Linked DNA regions of Rattus norvegicus: region 2 is linked to region 1. A link is a contact called in public Hi-C data. All regions are on one chromosome and are shown on one strand. The core of a region is the stretch at or near the end of the contact, and the rest is flanking DNA. Distances in the headings are between cores, read along the strand shown.

Region 1 (4,875 bases), core at 1,986-4,485:
AGCTTGGGACATCAACACCAGATGTCAGTTCCTCCTCGTCCTCTGAGGATGTGAAGTCAGAGCACAGGACAGAGCTAGGCTGGGCCCACAGTCATGGACTGTTCCTACCGATCTGTCTTAGTTAGGGTTTTACTGCTGTGAACAGGCACCGTGACCAAGGCCACTCTTATAAAGGACAACATTTAATTGGGGCTGGCTCACAGGGTCAGAGGCTCAGTCCATTATCATCAAGGCGGGAGCATGGCAGCATTCAGGCAGACATAGGGCTGGAGGAGCTTAGAGTTCTACCGCTTGTTCCTAAGGCAACTAGGAGAAGACGGGATGTTTCGTAGTTAGGAGAAGGGTCTCATTGCCCACCCCCACAGTGACACACCCACTCCAGCAAGGCCACACCTCCTAATAATGCCACTCCCTGGGCCAAGCGTATTCGAACCACCACACTCTCTAATGGACACAGTGAGGCCCACCTCTGGAAGGCCTTGAGTGGGAAAGACAAGGCGCTGTCTTCATGGTGCAGTGGCAACAGGTGACCAAGGTGTGGCAGAACAGCAGCAAAACCAAGCCACACTCACTATCTTGTGTCTCAAAACCTCACTGAACCCAGGAAGTCACCAATAGTCTAGACTTGTTGGCTTGTGAGCTCCGGGACGCCCCCACCTCCACCCCGAAAGTCCCTGTGCCTGTGGCCACCCAGCAATGAGATTACAGATAATCCTACACTGATTTCTTTTTTTCACGTGCATGCTGGGGATCTGAACTTGGGTCCTCATAGTTGTGCAGCCACTGCTGAGCCATCTCTTTTTTTTTTTTTTTTTTTTTTTTTTTTTGGTTCTTATTTTTTCGGAGCTGGGAACCGAACCCAGGGCCTTGTGCTTCCTAGCAAGCACTCTACCACTGAGCTAAATCCCCAACCCCGCTGAGCCATCTCTTAAGCCCCCAACAGCAGACTTGGCTGGGGCATGGTGGCACATGTCTTTAGTCGCAGCACGTGGGAAGCAGAGGCAAGCAGATCTCTATGAGTTCGAGGCCACCCTGGTCTACAGAGTGAGTTCCAGGGCAGCCAGGGCTACACGGAGAGACCCTGTTTCAGAAAAACAAAAGCAAAAACAAAACAAAACCAACTTAACTTGGCTAGGTGACCTGGGAACTAAATAAGACGGCATTATAAGCCAGTCAATCCCCATCTAGCACACAACGGTCTGGAATCCACTAGTGCGTGCACACTGGGGTCGCTAGTGCATGGGAGTTGATGGTGGTCTCCAAAGGTTACATGTCTTTCCTGTAGACTGAAGTCTAGAACTTCACAGCCGCTGGCCTCTGGGAAAGAGCAGTCACCTTGGGGCCTCAGAGCCTGATATAATTAAAGGAAGCCTGGCAGGAAGTCGGGCCCCTGGGGATGGACCCAGAGGAAAACATTTCCTGCAGTTACATCCGGTCCTTTCCCAATCCCTTCCCCAAGCGCACTGTTCTCCAGAAATAAATGATTCCGGCAGCAGGCCGGTCTAGCTGGCTACTGGCTACACCACCTGCTGGGGTTGCAGTCCCAGCAGCTCTGACTCCATCTCCATGAACCCCAGAAGGGCCTCTGGGACTCTCCACACTCAAGGGGAACCCTTGGCCCTGGGCTGGGAGGGTCTCAGTGCTCACCGCCTGTGTGGGATGGAGAGCAATCTGAAGAAGGGCCCTTCGGCTGGACCATGATGGGGAGGAGCAAGTTTCACGGCTTCTGCAGAGAACAGGTCTGGTCCAGCCCTCATGGAAACCACCGAGTATCAGCTTTACTTGTATGTGTAGACAAAACCTGCTCAGCCATGTTCTGTTCTGTATTATAAAGTGGATTTGTGGGGACCTAGTTCTGTGTGTATGTATGTGTGTGCATGTATGTGTGTGTGTCTGTGCATATGTGTGTATATTTGTATGTGTGTATGCATGTGAGTGTGTATGTATGTGTATGTGTGTGAGTCTATGTGTGTATATGTATGTATGTGTGTATGCGTGTGTATTTATGTGTGTATGTGTGTTGAGTCTATGTGTGCAAATTTGTGTATGAGTCTATGTATATGTGTATATATGTGTATGTGTGCATGTGTGTATGTATATTTATATATGTATGTATATATATGTTTGTATGTATGTGTGTTGAGCCTATGTGTGTATATTTGTATGTGTGTATGTGTATGCATGTGAGTGTGTATGTATGTGTATGTATGTGAGTCTATGTGTGTATATGTATGTATGTGTGTATGCATGTGTGTATATGTATGTATGTGTGTATGCATGTGTATTTATGTATGTATGTGTGTTGAGCCTATGTGTGTATATTTGTGTATGAGTCTATGTATGTGTGTATATATGTGTATGTGTGCATGTGTGTATGTATATTTATATATGTGTGTATGTATATGTTTGTATGTATGTGTTGAGTCTATGTGTGCATATGTATGTGTCTATGTGTGTATATATGTGTGTGGATGTGTATGTATGTGTGTGGATGTGTGTGTGTTGGGTCTCTGTGTACATATGTATGTGTATATATGTGAGTCTGTGAATGTGTGTGTGTGTGTGTGTGTGTGTGTGTGTTGTGTCCATGTCAGGTCTCTTCCTCTGTCACTCTCCAACTTATTTGTTGAGACAAGGTCTCTCGCAGACCCTAGAGTTCACCTGTTAGGCTAGGCTAACCCGCTAACAAGTCCTAGGGATCTTCTGTCTCAGCCTTCGTATGCAACAAATAGATGTGTGAGGACACATCTGGCTTTTTAACATGGGAGCTGGGAATCAGCTTCTGCAATGACCCACTGTGTCCTCTCCCCAGTCCCCAGAGGACTTTTGAGCCCTAACCATATTTTAGATCATAACAGCAGCGCACATTTTGCAAAAACTAACTGAACTTTAGATGGAAGGGAGAAAGGAAGGTAAAGAGTGTGTGTGCAGGGGTGAGGGTGCTCATACTTGAAGGCTCAGAGGACAAAAGACAGGAGGATCATCGCAAGTTCGGGGACAGCTTCGACAACACAGCGAGTTCCAGGCTAGCCTGAGCTACAGAGTAAAAGAATGTCTATAATTAATTAATTAATTAATTAATTAATTAATTATTTTATTATTTTTATTTTGGAAGAGGTGAGGTAGAGGGCCTGTGGACCCGCTGAGCAGGCGCCATGCCCTCGGGGCCTCTCTCTTCCCCCTGGCAGCGATGGGCCGGCAGTCCGCCTTGCTGACGCCCTCCCTCCGGGCTCCGCCCCGCGCCGCGCGATCCCCGTTCCCGCAGCCGCCGGGAGCCCGGGAGCCGCCGCCATGGCCCGGGCCCTCCCGGACGAGCGCCGCCCGCACAGCCCGGACCCCGGCGCGCAGCCCGCGCCTCCCCGCCGCCGAGCCCGAGCCTTGGCGCTGCTCGGAGCCCTGCTGGCCGCTATCGCCGCCGTCGCCGCTGCCCGGGCCTGCGCGCTCCTCGCCGACGCCCAGGCGGCCGCGCGGCAGGTCGGAGGGGACAGGAAGGGGACAGTGGCTGCAGAAAGAGGCGCAGAGCAAAGCTCTACCTCGCACCCGGGAAGGGGGGAACCGGGGAGGTCGGAGGGGACAGTGGCCAGGACAGGGTAAAAAGTAAGATCCAGCTTTTGGGAGGGGAGGGAGGGAACTCGGAGTAGACAATGGATGAAGGCGTGGAGTGAAGCTTGGACCAGCCGCGACTGGAAAGGGGACTAGGAACTCTGGGACCGCTGGGAGGTGACATTTGAGCAAACGGGCTGGCAAGTGTGGAGGGAACTCTGGGAGAGGACAGCAGGAGCTGCTGCAGGAAGCAGCTGCCTGCTCAGGGGCTGGGATGGAGAGTTTAGGGCCCCGAGGTGATGCTCAGCTCAGCCCCTTCCTCCCCAACAGGAATCGGCACTGAAGGTCCTGGGGACAGATGGCCTCTTTCTCTTTTCCTCGCTGGACACTGACCAGGATTCGTACATCAGTCCGGAGGAATTCAAACCCATCGCGGAGAAACTGACAGGTACCAGAGGGGCTGGACACTCAGGGGAAGCCTAAAAGGAATCGGCCCCTACCCCACCCCCTCACCACTTTCTGGCTGGTGGGTACATGAGTTGTCTTGGCACCCGAGCCCATTTCAATCATGTTTGTGAATGGCGACAGTAGCATTCTTCCCGCCACCTCCCGGGCCACATCATCACCATGAAGCAGTTGGAGAAGGTCAGCCTTTACACCTGTCACAGGCCTGGGGCGGTGGACACTGTCCCACCAGCTGCATTTCGTTTTTTTGTTTTTTTTTTTTTGTTTTTTTTTGTTTTTTTTTTTTTTTTGGTTCTTTTTTTCGGAGCTGGGGACCGAACCCAGGGCCTTGCGCTTCCTAGGTAAGCGCTTTCTTTTTTTTTTTTTTTTTTTTTTCCCGGGGCTGGGGACCGAACCCAGGACCTTGCGCTTCCTAGGTAAGCGCTCTACCACTGAGCCAAATCCCCAACCCCCCAGCTGCATTTCAAGCGATGAAGACACAGGCTAGAAGACAGAGAGAGCCGGGTTAGACTTGACCACCTGAATGCAGGGCCCTGCCTGGCTCTCAGGGTTAAGGATTCAGAGGCTGCAGTGCAATGGCTGGCATGCGGTCAGTCAGGAACAGGAGCCGCGCGGCTCAAAGGTTAGGTTGTAGAATTCCTAGCTGCTCAGGTCTGATTGCCGATTTCCTTAACAAAGGGGAAGATAATCCGAGTCTCTAACGAATGTATTATAAAGTGCTTGTCCCTCCCGTCCAGGCTGCGTGTCAGTGCACTTGTGAGTTCTGTGCTCCTGTACTGCGTGCCCATGACAGTCAGAGGATAGCCTGAGGGTCAGTGCCCTGTGCCTTCCGCCTTTTGTTTGAGGCAGAGTCTCTCCTTAGCCTGG
Region 2 (5,144 bases), core at 430-2,929, 150 kb before region 1:
ACACTTTGACATAATCGCTAGGGTGTCCGTGCTGAAACTAAGTGTATATTTGCATGTAGGCACACACTCACAGGACAGCCTCTGTATGCATGAAAATGCAAATGTGTAGTTACATGCATATCCTATGTATGACCCGTGCATATGTCCAGGTTCCTGAGTCTCTCTGTCCCTCTCTTCTTGCTTCTCATGTTAGCATCTCTCGCAAACCCCACCCAAGGGCCTTAGCCACGTTTTTGGTGGACGTATGAGAGGAACCCTGGAAATACTGATTCAGCCAGACCTAATCGCGGCCACAGCTCTCGGGTTTGGTCCAGCCATCCCCATCCCCCGCAGCGCGAAGCAGCTGTACCACCGCGGCTCGTCTGAGCTCTGAGCATCCCTGGCTACCAGCAACCTGGCAATCCCCGGCCAGTGCTGAAAAGTGACAGGGTCGCCCAACGATGGATAGCGCATTCCAGACCAACCTGGTCTCTTGGCCCTTCTTGGGGAGACCGAAACACAGAGCGGCTCAAGGCGGAGGTGGGCGGTGGAGGGGGCGTCTTGGTCTCTCGGAGTCCAGCGAACGTTGGGCAGAAACCAATGGGTGACTGTGGCCCATCGGGGATCCCTCGGAAGCAGCCAATGACCTCGCTCCGCTCTGCACCCCGCCCTCTCCACAGCGCGCAGCTGGACCATTGGAGCAAGCAGGAAGGGGGAGCGCAGCACCAGTACCGGGAGCGGGGGGCGTGGCCCGGACTAGGACCCGCCCATGTCTCCCGGTTAGGTTCCCCATTGGCCAGACTGCGGCGCCGCGGCGGGCGGAGAGGAGGGGCGCTAGGCGCGCTGTGGGCGTGGCTTGAGGGCGTGGCTGGCGGGGGGCGGGGCAGCAGCGCTGTCGCAGTGAGAGCCTGAGCGGCGGCGGCCCGTCTGGAGCTGCGGCGGGCGAGCCTGCGCGGCTAGCGGAGCCGCGGGGCCGGGAACAGGTGATCGCAGCGGGAGACCCGCGCCCTCCCGAGTTGCGGCGCCCGAGCCTGCGCTTCCGGGCTCAGCGGCAGCCTCCCAACCCCGGGCTGCTAGAGGCCAGCTTCAGGCTTAGCACGCGCTTCCTGGGTATCCCTCTCCCCGCGCGAGCATCTAGAGCCCCTGGGTCCCGCGCAGCCTCGGGAGCGGCAGCCGCGCGCGGCGGAGCAAAGTTGTGGACGTGTCCCGATCGCTGGGCCCCGCGCCGTCGCCACCGGCCGGGCGCGCGCTCTAGGAGCGGCGCTCGCCCTGCAGCCCCGGGGGCTCCCTTTGCAAACTGCTCCAGAGGCTGAAACTTCGGGTGCCGGCGGGTCGGGGCCTGCGTCCTGCGCACCCTCCTCGAGGACGTCGCGGACGGCATGTGACCGTTCCGGCGCGGGAAGGCGCGGGCTCCCTGGACCAGGCGGAGGGCAGGCTGCGGTGCACGGCGGGCCCGGGCTCCAGCCGAGCAGCCCCCCTCGCCCGGGCCCCGCCGAGGCCGGCGCGTTCCCGCCCCCGCGCGGGAGGATTCGCTCCAAACTCCCTGAACTTCGGGCGGGTCCCGAAGCGGCAGCCTCGAGGTGCACAGCTCTGCTCGGGGACCCCAGTCACTTCATCGTTGCTCTCCACCCTCGAGGACTCTAAAGACTCCTGGAGCCCCGGGCGGAGCTGACAGCCCCCTGCTGCTGGCCGTGCCGTGATGCTGGTGAGGAAAGTGCCGGGCTTCGTCCCGGCCTCGTCGTGGGGGCTGCGGTTGCCGCAGAAGTTCCTTTTTCTGCTCTTCCTCTCGGGCCTCGTTACCCTGTGCTTCGGTGCCCTGTTCCTGCTGCCCCACTCCTCTCGCCTCAAGCGCCTCTTCTCGGCCTCGCGGACGCAGCAGCCCGGCCTGGAGGTGATGGCCGAAATCGCCGGCCACCACTCGGTGTCAGAGCAAGAGCCGCCTCCCAACCCTGCCCCTGCGGCTCCGGCCCCGGGTGAGGACGATTCCGGCCGCCTGGTGGGTGTCCTCCGTAGGAAAGGGTGGCTGCGGCGAACCCGCCCCACCGGGCCCCGGGAGGAGGGCAACAGGGTTTCAGCCCTCCGGCCGCAGGAAGAGAGCGTCCGGTTCAGTTTCGACTACAATAGTTTCCGCAGCCGCCTTCGACACCCGGTCTTGGGGACAAGGACTGATGAGAGTCAGGAGTCCCAGAGTCTAGTGAGAGCTCAGAGAGAGAAAATCAAAGAGGTAAGCACCCCTCCCCTCCAACACACACCTCCGGCCAAGACTTCTAGCTGCAAGCCTTTCCCTACCTGCTTGGCCTCTCTTGGCTTCAGGTCTACTTAGACCCTTCAGGCATGCCGCAGCACCGCCCCTCAATCCAAAGTTACTCTCTTTCCATGGTGCATACTTTAGGGTGACTAGGCTAGGTCATGAATCCTACCCAACCTCCAGGTGAATTTTTTTCCCGTTGAGTTCCCAGGCCTGGTGGGCTTCAGGCTTTCCCTGATGGGCTTCAAGTAGAGCGGATTCTAGGTCCTTAGTTTTCGTTTGTACAGCACGGAGCCACTAGAAACCCTCTCCCTCACTGAGTGTCTTTTAAGTCTTGACTTCTTCTAATCTCCATCAGGCTATGGAAAAGCCAAGACCCGTGAGGTATTTGCTGTCCTGTTTTGTAATCTCTCAGCATCTTGCAAACCAGAGATCTCCAGCATCCCCGCTAACTGCTTCCTTCTATCGAACTTCGCCACAATTGTACATAATTGCATGTGAAAGACGAAGGAGTAATCAATAAAGCAGTGGTAATGTTACAGAAGCTCTGAGGTTATTGGCTTAATGAGGCGGGTCTTGGACTGGTTCCCCGTAAGGAGTGGGCCGAAGAGGGATTTAGAAGGATCACTTAGACTTGAGTCACAGACTTTGTTTTAAGACATCAAAAACAAACACGGCCTGGAACTGGCTTGCAGACAATTGCCAAGAGGCCACTGGTACTTGAGTGTTCTGCCCCACCCCAGCTAAGAGTGTTCTGCCTGAGATGCGTGGCCAACATAGCAGAGGGGGTTGCAGTGACACCCCCAGGCCACAAGGGGGCTGTGAGCAAGCCGTGGGCTAGGGTCTCCTCCCTGGAAAGAAGAGGATTCTTTCTCCTTCCCGGGGACCCAGAAGGAAAGCATTGCTTCAGTCTGGACCTCTGAGTTTACCGCAGGAAGTCAGCAGCCTGTTTCGATTTCTAGAGAGAGCAGCCAGCACCTTTAGAGTCTGCTGCCAAGATCTTCCACAGCCATTGGAGGACTTGGCTACCCTCTTCCTCTACGGGAGCTGTCCTTCCTCCCTGCACCCACCTCATTTACAGCTGCACCCAAAGGTGCTGTGCTGAGCCCTGTTTGAGCTTCTGTATAAGCAATCACAGGACACGTGGAAACACACACGAGCTTAGTCCTTGGTGTGTGCATGCTTGTGTGTGCACACAAGCAACTTCAGTTCCAGTTTTCACTCAACTCTTAAAGGTTAATCAAAGACTAGAGTTTATAACAGTTAAGTGAGAGCTGTCATCTGTGCCCTTTCTGTTCAGGCACTTCTTGTGTTCACTTCACCTGAGCCACCTGCCTCTCCCTTTCCTGTCCCTTAACCCAGTCCCACTTTCTACTCCTCCAAACCTCCTTAGCGGGCCACAGCCCCCCGTGAAATCACACACACATCTCGTTCGTGCATGCCGTCTCTCCTGGGATGCCTAGAGCTGCCAAGAAATTGTCAAAAAGATCTCCAAAAGCATTGGGAATTCTCCAGTGTGGGAGAGGTAGGACGAGCCACTTCTGAAAGCCTGGGCTAAGAGCCTTCTGAGAGCCTCCCTGGTAGGGCATGGCACAGGGGTGTGTGTGTGGGAAGCATGGGGGGTACGGTGGGCTGGCTCCTGGATGGGATCGTGGCCCTGTCCGTGCAGAGACAGCCTTTGTTACTAGCAGAGACTGGAGCTCCCCACTTGCTGCAGTGGCTGGGGCTGGTAGGAGGCACTTGCCGTGGAGGAGGGCTGCACGGTGCCAGGTATCTGGATGTGTGATGTGTCATCTCCTTACACCTCTGGTTGTAGCTAGAGGCACACTTGTGGTTCCTCGCACCTGCTGTTCTACAGCCTTCTTGCTCCGTCTGCAGACTTCAAGCTCCTCAGAGTGGTGGGCTCTGGGCTGTATTCACAGTTATGCTTGGGGACCTGTGGTCTTCTCAGGCTGCTTGACTTTGAACCCTGTCCCATGACCCCATTCTGAAAATGGTGGGTGGAGTCTTTGGCTTAGAAGTTAAAACACAATGACTGTCTTCATTGTCCCACCAGAGGAGGCATCCCGCTGGAGGTGTCTGTCCCCCCGTTCTCCTTTGGTCTCTCTCTGTGTCATGCCTACAGGTAGATCATTTTAAAGGTGCCTGTTTTCCAAAAAGGGACCGTGTCATTTGTCTCTGGTTTGTTTATTTCCAGACACGGATTGATTAGACTCAAGAAGAAGAGGAGAGCTAGCATCAGATAAAAAGAGACCCGTTCTTATAAGATGAGGCTTTTGAAAGTGAACGTAAGCATCAGGGCAGAATCTGAGAGAGTGACGGATGATCGTGGATGGAAACCGGACAGATACTCTGGCTCCGGAGCAAGTAAAATGTCTTTGTGAACATTCTGGTGCGAGAGATGGATGTGTCCTGCTGATAAGATGGGTCGAAGTAGCAGCTTCTGGTTATCCATGTGTCAGGACATAGTTTATCACCCCCACCCTGGTTTTGAAACTGTGGGTGTTGGAGATGGGGGGAACCAAGAGAACATGGATTGGAGTCTTAGCTCAGCTGCCAACTGTCTGTCTTTGGGTAAGCCACGCCCCTTCCTGTAGGACTGGATGAAGAAGAGGGGCTAGGCTGTTGGTGGATGAGGGTCCAGCTTTGGCCCCTTCATATATTTCCAAGCCGGTCAGGGAGGTCTTAGCCTTGAACTTCCTCTGTTCTTGTTCCTCTCCGTCCCATGCGGCCAAGTGCCACGTGGTGATGGTTTTGATGGCGGTGATGTTGTGGCCCTAGCTCGTACCTATGAATAGCTATCTAAATGTTGATTAATTTAGTTATTCCCAGCACACACATTGAACTTGGGAGATGGGGTTGAATGGCTCTGCAGCTTGGGCTCGAGAAGGGCCAAGATGGCGGCTAAAATGGAAAC

Evidence for each region. Hi-C and Micro-C count contacts between places; a contact is called where the count stands out from the background.
Region 2: a contact with region 1 is called in a Hi-C map of Schwann cells, with 4 times the contacts expected there. The contact joins the promoter of Man1c1 here to the promoter of Selenon in region 1. A contact is called at or near these places in 12 of 12 Hi-C or Micro-C datasets (the A7r5 cell line, the Rat2 cell line, Schwann cells and 7 more) and 1 of 1 datasets of contacts at active chromatin or transcription factors (oligodendrocytes).

Annotation. Positions count from the first base shown.
Region 1 is chr5:152,045,067-152,049,941 of GRCr8, reverse strand. It overlaps Selenon (selenoprotein N), which reads left to right and starts at 3,235. Exons shown (of 12, transcript NM_001427657.1): 1 at 3,235-3,474; 2 at 3,874-3,991. The coding sequence starts at 3,292.
Region 2 is chr5:152,193,474-152,198,617 of GRCr8, reverse strand. Man1c1 (mannosidase, alpha, class 1C, member 1) reads left to right here and starts at 1,679. Exons shown (of 12, transcript NM_001108687.1): 1 at 1,679-2,203. The coding sequence starts at 1,679. It overlaps LOC134487002 (a long non-coding RNA gene), which reads right to left and starts at 839. Exons shown (of 3, transcript XR_010066668.1): 1 at 465-839.